Regions from separate parts of the Zea mays genome. Here all the other regions are linked to region 1. A link is a contact called in public Hi-C data. All regions are on one chromosome and are shown on one strand. The core of a region is the stretch at or near the end of the contact, and the rest is flanking DNA. Distances in the headings are between cores, read along the strand shown.

The links. A called contact is a pair of places that touch in the nucleus more often than the background predicts.
Region 2: a Hi-C map of leaf shows a contact between it and region 1, with 5 times the contacts expected there. The contact joins the promoter of LOC100382520 here to the promoter of LOC103653473 in region 1. A contact is called at or near these places in 2 of 25 Hi-C or Micro-C datasets (ear and leaf).
Region 3: a Hi-C map of leaf shows a contact between it and region 1, with 5 times the contacts expected there. The contact joins the promoter of LOC100280410 here to the promoter of LOC103653473 in region 1. A contact is called at or near these places in 2 of 25 Hi-C or Micro-C datasets (ear and leaf).

Annotation. Positions count from the first base shown.
Region 1 is chr4:86,230,438-86,235,190 of Zm-B73-REFERENCE-NAM-5.0, forward strand. LOC103653473 (polypyrimidine tract-binding protein homolog 1) reads left to right here and starts at 2,129. Exons shown (of 11, transcript XR_004857780.1): 1 at 2,129-2,628; 2 at 4,598-4,753.
Region 2 is chr4:86,401,537-86,406,289 of Zm-B73-REFERENCE-NAM-5.0, forward strand. LOC100382520 reads left to right here and starts at 1,848. Exons shown (of 3, transcript NM_001175257.1): 1 at 1,848-2,483; 2 at 2,601-2,677; 3 at 2,814-4,022. The coding sequence starts at 1,927. The coding sequence ends at 3,163.
Region 3 is chr4:86,377,599-86,382,351 of Zm-B73-REFERENCE-NAM-5.0, forward strand. LOC100280410 (chlorophyll a-b binding protein 4) reads left to right here and starts at 2,552. Exons shown (of 3, transcript NM_001317925.1): 1 at 2,552-2,777; 2 at 2,848-3,263; 3 at 3,355-3,774. The coding sequence starts at 2,593. The coding sequence ends at 3,488.

The sequences.
Region 1 (4,753 bases), core at 879-3,378:
CAACCACTGAATTATTCTAGGAACACATAACAATTCTTAACATAGATAACCATGGAAAAGAAACTTACAAAAGAAGGATATAGCATAGCATGGGAAAAGTGTAGTGTCTTTTCACATTGACTAAATGATAGTATGTTTGCAACGTTTGCAGTCTGCTAATATTGGACAATCAAATATTTGATAGTACTTTGAAGCAGTGAAGAGGCATGGAATAGAATCATGGAATGATGTATTAGCACAATCTGTAACTTGCAAGTTGATTTGATGAACATGATAACTCTTAACATAAAAGCACTAACAGGATAAATCTTAGTATATATAAGTAATGAAGAACGTGACAGCGAATTTGCAATAGTAGACATCAAGCAGAATCACCTTGGAAGACCATTCGGGTCGAATAAAATGTAGTGATGCCAGGTAGGAAGTTCAGTGGAGAACCAGATATAGGTTGGTAAATTATTACAATGTTTCTCACATACTTATCGAAGCATGGCAATAATATGGAGCAACATCAGGTAGAAATTATTGGAGGGCCTGACCTGCACTAATCGCTGTGGAGTAACATTAGGTGATGATGCTCAAGAGAGTGCAAATCAGGCGACATCATAAAAATTATGCAAACCAGAGTCAAAGGTAGAATATGAAACATAACAACGATATCCAATTAAAATGTCAGGTATGTGGCCTAGAGCTGGGACTCGCATAATCCATTGTTGTACACATGAGCAAGTTACGGATGTGCTATAAACCAAGGTATATTATTGTGCCCACTGCGAATGGTAGGAAAAAAATACATGTGATTACTTATAGAATAATGGAGCCTGTATTTGTACAACTGGAGACCTTTTCCCTGGAATAGAATAGCAAGCAGACTCGTTTTGGGCATTGAATCGAGCACTTGAAGGACACAAAACAACAAGAGTAGAGCACAACACGGCGTTGCTGAAGGCAAACCTGATGGCATCGGTGTGGATCGACGTGCCACTGGTGTTGCGGTATGACACGTCGGACACGACCATGGCGGAGGTCTGGTTGGCACAAGAGCTGCCACTGCCGCTGCCGCCATCACTCTACTAGGGCACATCGTAGTAGAACTGGTCAATGACGATAGGGTGGCCAACACCGTGCATGACCACGATGGCGAAGCGCACGCCACGGACGTACCCGGCCCCGCCCAGACACGTCTTGACCCGCACCCCGTTCTATGTGCGGCTGATCCCCGTCGTGTCCAATGCCACGTCCTCCACCGTCGCGAATGATAATGCAAGCAGTGCGTAAATGGCAGCACCTAGGAGGAGGGGGCGCACCCAGGAAGGGGTAGCTGGTTATCTTACCTTAGGGCGGGACGCGAGCGGCGTTGTGGTCGCGGCATGACGCGTGCATAAGGCCCAGCATGGTCGGTGTTGGGTGGCGCGAAGGCACGGCGGCGCTGCTAGGTCGGCGAGCGGGCTATGTCGCGGTGTGGCTGCGCCGTAGGGCGGGCGCACAGCGAAGCCGCGCGAGCACAACGCGCTATGAGGTGACGGTGTGCGCGCCGAGGGGAGGGGATGCAGACTTCGTGGCGACGTTTTTTTGGGGGAGACCTCGCACCACAGGGACTGCTTGGTGAGGAAGGAGATAGGAAGGGCGGCGATATGGCGGGGCACCTCTGGAGGTTGCCGGTGACCCTGTGCTTGAAGCCCGGGGACAGGTTGACCTACCACCCTGCTACCTCCTTCTACAGGACGCGGCGTGGAGCTGTGCCGGCACGCGGCCGAGAGCACCGGACACCAGAGCGCTGGAGCCGAAAGCAGGAAGGACACGACGGCGCGGCGTGAAGATTCACGGTCGCGGAGACGACCGAACGGGGGCGCACAACAACATGGCTACTTTGCTAGGGAGGAGGGGACACGGAGCGCCGACCATCTCCACTGGCGCGGGGGGGAGGGAGGTGGTGTAGTTGCGGGCACCCATGGTAATGGGAGCTCTGGGAGAGATCTGGAAGCTTCGCGGGCGTCGCAGGGTAGGATGTTTCGTCATACGTCGATGCGTGATCCAACGACTGCAATTTTAGATGGTGACGTGGATAGGCTAGGCAACGTGGTTTTGGACCGGCTTTGTTGTATAGGAAATAGCCGCACTAGTTGTCGCTTACACGTGGGGCCACACGCGCGCCCTCTCGACCGCTCGCCGGATGCGCCTCATGCCCTCACCAATCATCATCGTCACCTTCTGGATTGGAACCACGGTCACGAAGCGCAGCCCAAGCCAGCCCCATCCCCCACCCCCCATTTCCCCAATAGGCCAACCCCGTCTCCCTCCTCAGCAACGTGCTCGGTTTCTTCCTCCCTCGAATCGGCTGCACCCCGTGCCGCGATACGAAAACCCACCAAACCCTAACCCTAGCTGCAGTGCCACTACCGCCCGCTTGCCCGGTCTCCGGAGAGGAAGCCGACCCAAGCAACGATGCCGTCCGGGTCAGCGACGCAATTTCGGTACACGCAGACGCCGTCCAAGGTGCTGCACCTGCGGAACATGCCGTGGGAATGCACCGAGGAGGAGCTCGTCGAGCTCTGCAAACCCTTCGGCAGGGTCGTAAACACCATGTGCAACGTCGGCGCCAACCGTAACCAGGCATTCGTCGAGTTTGTAAGCCCCTGCTCCCTGCTCGACTTCCTCCTTCTCGGATCGATTGTGATGTCGGTAGCGATTTGCGGTGGCTTCTGTAGAGATGACTGAGATTACGAGGAATTCGCGATTGTCGATTTAGGTGTTAGAGATTCAATGTTATTAAAACTACGTTTAAAGGTCAAAACTCTAATTAGAGGTTGAAACAACATTTTAGTTTTGGCGTTCTAAACTGTAAAACACAGCGTTTTACACCATTAGCTACTTTTGGGCCCAATCTGTTAGTTACTTTTGGGTCCAATCCGGCTCATGGGGAAGTTTTTGGTAAGCCACTAACTTTTGGTATTTGACTTCATGTTATTGTCTGAAATTATGATATATTGGTATTTTTCCTATGTTGTTTAAAACTGCGTTTAAACTTTGTTTAAATGTTTAAAAGTCAAAACTTCACCCATGAGCGTTTCAATGTTTTATCGTTTTAATAACCTTGTAGAGATTGCATCTACTGATTGCACCATTGCATAGTGATTGTACTGTTTCATGGTGTTCATAGTGGTAAACTATAAGCATAAGCAATATGCGTCAGGTACTAGGTTTCCTGTGGGACATGTCTTAGATCATGATTTAGGTAATTCATGATATTTAGGGGGTGTTTGGTTTCTAGGGACTAATTTTTAGTTTATTTTATTCCATTTTTGTCCCTAAATTGTTAGATACGGAAACTAAAACAGAATTTTAGTTTCCGTATTTGGTAATTTAGGGACTAAAATGGAATAAAATGGAGGCACTAAGAATTAGTCCCTAGAAACCAAACAACCCCTTAATCTCATCTATTGAGATGTTTTTTGTTTGATGTCAGGGTGCTGGTTGGGAGTAGTTAGTATTATTTCATCAAACTTTTAGGTTGGACTGCTGTTTTCACAGCTGTATACTATTACAGATGAGGTGCCAACTTACAACAACAGTGCCACTATTAGATTAGATGCCTTGGCTTTAAGCCATGCATTTGGAATATGCTGTTCTAGCTTGATATTCTAAGGTATTAATGTTCATTTTTCTTTTTTTTGTGGTTTAATGTGATTATTTTACATGGATTTTCAGTACTCCTATGTTGTGTCCAATCTAATGTAAGCTAGAATTTGGATGAGATTGTACTCATCATAAGTGGCACACAGCCCAGCCCACATGTCCTATCATTCACTATTTTTCTCATGGAACACACGATATGCTGATATTGTATAGAGAAAAAACTGGTTTTGTTTGTTTACTTGATTCTCTGTGTACATTTAGAGAAACACATAATTTTCTCAGCTTTTTTGTATTTTTATGAAGTAGTGCACAGTTGTATTATATTTTACTGAGTGATGATGAATGTGGCGAAGTTTAAGAGGATGAAACTTGGAGGAATATGATAACTTCATCTTCTAATGCTCCTTTGTATCCAATGTTGGGCGTGTTTGGTTTCACTTATAATCCGCTTATAGATGAAAATGAGCAAGAATTTCTCCAAACGCCTACATTATTTTTGTTTGTCATAGAATCAGCAGTTCACCTGTTGAACTAATAAGCGAGACTCGAATAATCGCGAAAATCTTTGTGTTTCCTAGAATCTAAGCATGGTGAGGAGAAGCGATTGCTCCTCATCCTAGAACCAGGGATGAAATGCCGGTCTAGTTGATATATAATTTGCAGCATCAGTATTATTATGTTAACTACTAGCAATGGAATCAAGTGCTAGCTGGCATGTTGTTACTTATAAGATCTGTTTAATATCATGTGGGGCCTCAGGGAAGGCATCTTATAGAAAGATATTTTATTCTATGCAGAATATGAAATATTTTTCAGTAGCAGTTGTTTTTCAAATTTTTTACAAGAAAATTGAAGTTGTGGACTGTATGCTGCACTTGCAGAGTTTTTAGTTCTATATTATTCGAATCTCCTGCTTAGTCAGTGTTCCTTACAGTTGTCCCTTCAACATGCACATTTTCAGGCAGATCAAAACCAGGCAATTTCAATGGTGTCCTATTATGCTTCATCTTCAGAACCTGCTCAAGTTCGCGGTAAAACTGTCTATATCCAATATTCAAACAGGCAAGAAATTACCAACAATAAAGGCACTGGGGATTCTTCTGGCAATGTCCTACTT
Region 2 (4,753 bases), core at 598-3,097, 170 kb after region 1:
ATCAAGTAGTTATATAATCGATTAATACTGTGTGAAAAACAGGTATACCTAAGGTCGCGGTGTAGTCAAGCTACCGGTGGCGGAGATGGTGGAATCGGACGGCCTTCTATCTACAAAAAGTAACATAGTAGTCTCAATAAAAAATTATGCAGCACCTCCACTACAAGATGAGGTTTCTAAAACATGCAGAGAAACGAACAACACAATGGATGACATCCACACTTTTCAACACAGAAAACAGCACGAGGCTAACATCTAAGTAGCTATCAAACTATATTCACTAACAACTAAGTAACTATCTAACTATATTCACTAAATATACTAAGCAAAACGAAATAAACTATGTAACTAAACTAACTAAACTAAGTAAATAAACTTAGATTATATAGATGAAAACAGTTTAATGGAACCTATATATGCCTATATATACCTATATATAAGTAATGAAACAGTTAATGAAAACAATTTAATGGAACCATGTAGACCTATATATAAGTAATGGAAACGGTTAACTTAGATTAAATAGATGAAAACAGTTTAATGGAAACAATTAATTTTTTTGAAACAGTTAACTTATTGGATTACACAGGTAGTTATTTATGTTGATAGTAATAGCGAAAACAATTCTCTCCCCTCGATCAGAGCAGCTGCGACCAAGTCCAAGTATATGGAAACAATTTAATGGAAAGACGATAACATACACCAAAAAGAATTCCTGTTTTATAACATAACGACACTTCTTGTTTCTTAGGTTACAAAAAAAATATTGTCAGAATTGTCTCTATCTGAATCTGTGACGCCGAGCTAGGGCCACGTCGACGTCTCGTCAACACTTGACGACGTTACCACATCAGACCTCGGCGTCACAGGCTACAATGTCGAGCTGTGTTGGCTCGACGCCACAACCTATGAAGCCAAATAAAGAGTCCAAAATAAGAAATAATCGTTAAGTAAATGTTATTTTTTTTAAAAAAGAGACTAAAATAAAAAAAATCGGTCGTGTGTCCCTCCCAGCAAGCGAGAGGCGAGGCGGGGCTTTGGACAGAAGCTTCCTTTCGATCCCCGTCGCGATAGCTATGCTTGGTCGCTTGCTTTCGCGCGCCGAGATCTGGATTAGATTCCTTGATTCCCCTGTCACCGCCACAGGCCAAGGCGCAGTTTGTGCGCCACTCTGAAAGCCCCCACCTGAACGCTTGAGACCCAACGCAAAGCTCATCGTCAGATATAATAATATTCTCTCTCTTCCCTTCCCTTCCCTTCCCTTCCCCCTTCTTTTTCTCTTCTCCGTTCAATCAAGAGAGAGGGGAAAAAGCATGCTCCGTTTGCCCTCCTCTCCTCTGACAATTGCTTGTCCTGTCCAAATGCAATTCCTGACGGATCGTGCACGCCGGGGCCGGGGCACACCAGGCAGTGAGATCAAAGCAAGGCAGACGGACAGACAGCGCATCTTTGATGCATATGCGGCCGTGTGTCCACCTATCTATCTTACCTTCACTTCAAAGCAAGTTTTCGTGTGCCGGTAAAGCCAGCATTTGCTCGTGTCGTGAGACGGTGCTGGTGGTGGTGGTGGGGTTCCGAGGGAGGAGAGAATCCATCCGGTCCAAGGAGCAAGCAGGCGAGGAGAGGGTGAGAGGAAACAGCAAGAGAACAACAGCAATGCAATGCGACGCATGCAATGGCCCCGGCCCCCTTTCGCTTCTCTCGTCTCCTTTTTTTTTTAATCTCGAAAGAAAAGAAAACCAAGAAAAAAAACTCTATCCTTTCGAGAGGGGTTGTAGCTGAACTGTTTCGCTTTTGCCGCGCCTACTGCCGAAAGATTCTCCCTCTTTCAGGTCAAAGAAGTGAAAGCAAAAGCAGCAAACGATTGAGGCGGTGCCGGTGGTGACATGGAGGGAGGGGGCGCGGGCGCCAAAAGAAGATGCTGCCATGGCCCGGCCAGGCCCCAGCTGCTGCCCTCACGCGCGGCGCCATATTCCCCCTTGTGTTGTGTTGTGCCTTGCCGCCGATTCGCGGCCCCGGGCGTATCCATACATATACCGCCGGAGGCGGAGACAGGGACGGAATATCTCTGGGCCGGGCGGGGCGGTGGTGGAGTCCCAGGAAAGCAAAGCAACCGACCGACGCAGCCAGCCGGCCGGCCGGCCTATAAGAGCCCCCGCGCGGCTCGCGGTGGCATCGACCGTCGGTCGATCACCCGCTGAGCTTGCTTGTTTTCCTGCCGCGGTCGCTGCTTGGCCAGGACCAGCTGCTTGCTGCCGTCGTCTCGTCTGCGGCTACTCCGGCCTCTCATGCTGGCCACGCCACCGACGCTGCGATACGAAGCGCCGCGGTGGGCACGTCGGAAATGGCATCGTCGCTGGGAGTGGGTGGTCAGCAGCAGGGGCACGGGCACGGGCACGGCGAGGCCAGGGCGCGGCTCAGGTGGACGCGCCAGCTGCACGACCGCTTCGTGCTCGCCGTGGCCCAGCTCGGCGGCGCAGACAGTGAGTCCTCTCTTCTGTCCACCCCTCCATTCACAGTCACAGCCTCACAGGCAGTCCTTTGTCTGATGCTACCGTACCGACGACGTCGGCTTTCCCGTTCCTTGCCATTGGCTGCAGAGGCGACACCCAAGTCCGTGCTGAGGGCGATGGCCGTGCCGGGGCTCACGCTGTACCACCTCAAGAGGCACCTGCAGGTCCGTCCGGCCACCGCCGAATTATTTCTCTCTTGGTTGGTTGATGACGATCGCGCGCTCAACTCTGCCTTGCCTCCTCCTTCCTGATCCATCGACCGTGTGCATGCGGTGCACGCGCACCACACTGCCGCTGCAGAAGTACCGGCTGGTGGCGGTGAGCCGAGGCGTCGCTTCCCCGCTGGGCGACAGCGGAGATGGCACCGACGAGCGTTCGTCCTCGTCCTCGGAGAACCAGCCGGCGGACGAGTGCGACGACGGTACCGTCGCCGAGCCGCATGGCGATTCTTCCAGGAGCGTGGCGCGGATGCAGAGGAAGCTGCAGGAGCAGATCGAGGTAAACGAAACGATAGAGTCCGGTCGGTCGATCACCATTGTCCCGACCTTGTGGTTGTGGCAGTGAAATCCATTAGGTTTCAGGCTTTCAGCCGATTGTGTGCCGCCGGTTCGTGCTTGGCTGCTGATCAAGCCGAGCTCGGCCATTCATGACCACACACATCCATACATGGTGGCAGGTGCAGCGGCACCTACAGCTGAGGATCGAGGCGCAGGGGAGGTACCTGCAGTCCGTGCTGCGCCGGGCGCAGGAGGTCCTCGCCGACCACGGCCTGGGCTCGGCAGCCGGCGCGGAGGCGGAGCTGGCCTCCGCGGTGGACACCGGGTCCCTGTCCTCCTCCTGCTGCTGCTCCCCGACGCGCCGCCGCTCCGCCGACAGCTGCGTGACGTCCTCCTCTTCGGAGGCCGAGAGCCAGGCCCCCGTCGGCGGCGCCACGTGGCTCCACACGTGCGCCGGTACGCGCGACTGCTCCGTTGAGCAACAGCCGGTGCAGGGGGAGAAGAGTACATTCCTGCAGAGGCACGGGGCAGCAGAGGACGGCACTTCGTCTGAGATCGATCCCAACGGCAACAGGTAGGGGACGGAGTCGGAGATCGTGATCGGAAGCATCTCTCTGCTCTGCATGTGCCCAGCGTCGGAGAACAGGGAATGAATGATTGGCGGGGTGGCCTTCAAGGTTGGGACTTGGGGAGGGGGGCCAGGCTTTTGAGCAATGTCTGCTGCTGAAACAGCTACCTGCTCTGCTCTTCGTTCCAGAATATGATGTGCATGTTTATTTTCGTTTATGCGAATGGTTCTTGTGTTTCATGTAAAAAAATTATGACTGCAACTCGAGGAAGGGCCAGCTGCAAATGATGCATGCAGTGTGCTTGAGGTAGCAGTACAATGCAAGGATGATTGCATGGTACAGAACTGTAGTAGCTACTATATTATTAGTAAGATTGTATGCCATCAGTGAGATTGATGCCTTAAGAGGGTAATGGCATGAGAACTGGAAAAGGTTTAGAATGTATATTAAGGCCTCATTTGAAATAGAGGATTAGTAAAAATATATGGATGAGAAAAATGTAGGAATAAAGTTGCATGCCACCTTCAATTTCATAGGAAAATTTTTAAGAGGTTGGACCTCATATTAAAAGTCCTCCCAAATCTCTACAATGCATAATTCCATAGAAATTTTATAGGATTTATAACAACTTAATCCTTTGTTCCAAAGGACCACATAAGAAAACTTTTCATAAGGTTTTAATCCTTTAAAATCCCTTCACTTTTTCCTTGTTCCAAAGGAGGTCTAAGCTTCAAATTCCAAACCTGGTATGAGGTACTGAATAGCGGGTCTGTTAGACCATCTTCAGCAGCTTATCTATACACATGCCCGTATTCAAACTACACTCTATAAATAGTACAATCTACAATATAAAATGATGCAAAACGGTGTTTTTATTGACCATATAGATGCAATGTACAACACTTCACCAATATGGTCATCAAAAACACCTTTTGCACTATTTTGCACTGTAGATTGTGTTGTTTGTATAGTTTAGTTTGAATATGGGTATAAATATGGATAAACTACTGGAGATGGTCTTACAACACTTCGGTGTCACACCCGGATTTAAGGGATAAAGTCAGGTGCATCTCATATATGCGCCAAAGAAGACAACACATAGAATAATAGAGTGTATAGAGATAAATGTTACAATATCATAAAAGTATTTATTACATAGCGGAAGTCTTACAAA
Region 3 (4,753 bases), core at 1,302-3,801, 150 kb after region 1:
TTGAATCCGTTAGGATGTCAAAAACATGTTAATATGGATTAGTATGTTGCCCACTTCTTCCTTCATCTAACCTCTTTTCGAAGGTCATATGAAGAAAGAGGGTGACAAATAAAGAGTGTGCATATACCTAACTAGAATAGAAAGTGCAAATAATAAAGAATAAGTCCTTTAACTTATCTGCATATTCATCTCAAATTTCATTCCTGACAATTTGATAGACAAATACAAACATACATTCGGCTTTACACAAATGAGAGCTCGAAGGTAACTTCGGAAGCTGAACAAATGAGAGTGTTCTCTCTTCCGAAAACAAAGATGAAAAGTGCATGGCACTGTTCCTCTATTTATAGACCCGAGATATAGCTCAAGTAAATTTACAATTATATCCTCGAATTCTATACATCCATTCTAATGTACATGTCAGGCGTAAAGTCATCCTTCTCCTCCTTTCGACTTAGTTTGTCGTACCCCATAGGACCTTCGGAATTAGCTTCGCCCGAAGCATTTTCACAATGATGACCAAAGTCTTGGTGTGCGCCCTACTCGAAACCTACTTTCGGTATTAGTCCTGCAACACATTTGTAACAAAACAAAATAGTTAATGTGTTTTGAGGACCTTCGGGAGAAGGATACCCCCAACACTCATGTATCTCAAACTCACTTTGGATGGAGGTATGGCCTTCCTAATGAAGTGCTATCAGATTGCTAACAAACTAAATGTTCAACTTTGATATGCTCATGTATCAGGATCTTAGAATGTGTCTTGATAGCTGCTGGGGGTATGGTCTTATCCGTGTGTTGGCACAAGGTAATAGACAGACTTAGTTTGTATGTGCCTATGTTGGTTGGCTTTTGCAGTGCAATGGTCATCTTGTGTGCTAGGAGGTGCAGCGTAGGTAATGCTAGTCCTTATAAGTTGTTAAATCGATGTCTATGTTATTTCGTCTATGAACTGACGTGATGTGTGTGAAGTTGTGGTCGTCGATTTGGTTCGTGTGTTTGGGACCTTTGGTTGTATGAACATTTAGTTTTTTGATGTATGAACATATGTTTGTGCTTGATGGATTATAGTATTTTTTATGTTTTTGCAACGAGTACAAAGGAGCCTAAAATTTAGGCCTCCTTTGGAATGCATGATTGGTGAAATGTAGGAACAGGAAAAAACATAGGAATATAATTGCTTGACACTTACAATTTTACAGGAATTGAAAACACAGGAAAACTTCTAATATAGCGTTTAGACGCAACATATGAAGAACACCGAAATTAGAGGAGAGAGCCTAAAATTTAGGCCTTTTTTGGAATGCATGATTGGTGAAATGTAGGAACAGTAAAAACATAGGAATAGAATTGCTTGACACTTGCAATTTTACAGGAATTAAAAACACAGGAAAACTTCTAATAGAGCATTCGGATGCAACATATGAAGAACATAGAAATTAGAGGAGAGGTCGGACCTCATATTAGAAATCCTACAAAATCTCACTACAAAAGGCCATTCCATAGGAATTTTATAGGATTTGCAGAAATTCAATCCTTTGTTCCAAAGAACCATATAGGAAAATTTTATGTAGGTTTTCAATCCTCTAAAATTCCTCCACATTTCCTTTGTTCTAGAAGTGGCCTCAGTGGAGTTCATGATGTGTCAGGCGGAAAATGTCACCAAATGAATGTTGCCACATAATCTCGTACATGTTTGCCATGTCATCGCGTACTTGACGACTTTGCGCATGTGCCACCACGTCATTGCGTACGTGGACGCCACGTGTTAACCAAGTTACCGTACATGTGTCAACCAGGACCACGCCCCGTGTCCGCCACGTGCGTGGATGCCATGCTGGTTACGTCGTGTTTATCGTCACATTTGCAACACTTATTTTGTAATGGATTATGTTGTATTATCATTGTGTTGTATATGTGGTGCGATAAACACGACGACAATACTTTCATCATAACTTCATTATGAATATTTTTAGCAGCAATATTGGTATTTATTTACTGTGATAAAGAATTAAAGATGATGTACCTTAGAAGTGAATTTTTCTAGTAGTGCAAGTCGAACTGTTAATCCAAAACTTCTCACTGCGCAGGAAGATACTTCTCTTGTCGGTCGGTCACAAACAAGGTCAGTGCCATCGAGATTTTTTTCCCCCTAGGCCACCACAGCGCAAAAGGACTGGCGAGTAATGAGATGACAGAATCTAGACACGAAAGCTCGGAACCAGACATTTCTCAGGCCTGCCTGTCCGACGTGGCTGCCAGCACAAGCCATGGCTGACACCGCCATCCAATGACAACACGCGGTTTGATTCCCCCGTATCCCATTCCCAGCATCCGGATAACGCTGGCTGGATAAGAGACGGGGCTTCTCATTGGCCACACCCGTCCCGGGCAGCGTCCCGTCCGTCCGATCCGACAGCACGGCGTATCTACGCCGTCGGCCGCAGCCGGCGCCTGCTGGCCACACCCGCCGGACCGGCCCGGCAGGTGGCAGTTTAATAGTACAAACCAGGCTGATCCTGGCGGCAAGGACCAACGTGCTCGATCTCCATCTCGACCGTCGCTCACCGGGAAGCTACGCTACGACGAAGCATGGCGTCCGTCACCGCCCGCGCCCCGGTCGCAGCCCTGCGCCCGTCGTCGTCGTCGGCCTTCCTTGGCCACTCTAGCCGCCTCGGCCGCACTGCTACCGCGTCGCCGACGAGGCGGAGCCTCAAGGCGGAGGCCAAGGGCGAGTGGCTCCCGGGCCTTCCCTCCCCCGCCTACCTCGACGGCAGGTCAGTAGTGTTTCTTTTCCTGATTAACTCTGGCCAGCGACGCCGACTGACGCACCCATGGCCATGTCAGCCTGCCGGGTGACAATGGCTTCGACCCGTTGGGCCTGGCGGAGGACCCGGAGAACCTGAGGTGGTACGTGCAGGCGGAGCTGGTGAACGGGCGGTGGGCGATGCTGGGCGTGGCCGGGATGCTGATCCCGGAGGTGCTGACCAAGGCCGGGCTGATCAACGCGCCGCAGTGGTACGACGCCGGCAAGTCGGAGTACTTCGCGTCGTCGTCGACGCTGTTCGTGATCGAGTTCATCCTGTTTCACTACGTGGAGATCCGGCGGTGGCAGGACATCAAGAACCCCGGCAGCGTCAACCAGGACCCCATCTTCAAGAGCTACAGCCTGCCGCCGCACGAGTGCGGCTACCCCGGCAGCGTCTTCAACCCGCTCAACTTCGCGCCCACGCTCGAGGCCAAGGAGAAGGAGCTCGCCAACGGTGAGTTGCATTGCATTGCACCATCTCATCTCACCGCCGCCGGTCGTCGTCGGCCACTTCCGATCCTTCTCTGACGTTATTAATTCTGCAGGGAGGCTGGCCATGCTGGCGTTCCTGGCCTTCCTGATCCAGCACAACGTCACCGGCAAGGGGCCCTTCGACAACCTGCTGCAGCACCTGTCCGACCCATGGCACAACACCATCATCCAGACCCTGTCGGGTTGAGTCGACGGTCCATCAGGTCATGTGGTCCGAGCTGAAAGGCCGAGACTCGAAGACAGTTCGTGTGATGCGTTCTTAATCGACTGAGGGCTAAGGAATGTGACGTACTGGTATATGTACATTAGTTGAAGCGGAGGCTATAAAGGGTGTAGAGATTGTTTCATCAGTGTATATCATCTGTCCCGATGGGTTTTGTTTTGTGCTTTTCACGATTCATTGTGGAAGCACATGTATTATTAGTACAAGAACTGCTAGTAGATATATAGGCTTATAATTAAGCACGACTTCTAAAACCTCAACGTACGTATGTGAAAGCCCCATATGATGGTAAACAAAAGGAAAATACAACATTACATTTGTATATGGTATATGCAGGAAATAGTGTAATATTACAAAGAGAAACAACCCCTCACGGTGCTAGCTGGAAGGCAACCTAGTACAGATCACTCATCAACTGCCAACGACCAACTGATCAGGTAGCTGTGCGTGCAGATCAGGCAAGCCCGTTAATGAAGATAGAGCCATATATAAAAGCATACTGCATACGCTAAAGTAGCTCCTTGATAACCATGATCTACTTGGATTTTGTGTGTACGTGATCAATTGTCTGATATTATGTTTCGCAGAAAAGGAGGTGAGCGACGAGGCGGCGTCTAGAATACAACCTGAAGAAACGAGTAGCATTGGTAGATCGATTGTCTTGAGACACAATAATAGTGATATGAATAATTTTCATAAATCAAAGGCTGATGAAAATAAATCTTTTTTGACCGAAATTCGCAAATTTTCGTTAGCGTAGCCTAATTTTCAGCCATCTCTGGCTCCTACCGATTAATAGGTAAAAATTAGCAAGTTTTCGTTGCCAGCCCACAAAAAATAAGCAATTACAAATAACTTTCCCTAACCAATGGAAGTTACTTAATTTTCGTCGGCTATTCTTAGTTGACAAAAAATTCCATGTTACATATATATAGCCCTGGTTTTCCAAATAGTGATCGAAAGTCCTGAGCCTCTAACCCAACGGTCTATTTCAATCCAGCTACACCACCTCAAACAGATCAGGCCTCGAGCTGGCTATAAAAGCTACCCGAGACCACCACAAATTAGGGTTTCAGCGGCGGAGGCGGTTGCGCGACAACGGAACCAACGCGTGTGGGCAGGTCAGGCGCGGACGGCGTGGGCGAGCGGATCCGACGCGTGCGGCGCACGACGATGGTCGACGTGCAAACGACGCGGACGGGCGCGACGCTGGCCGACACGCGGCAGGG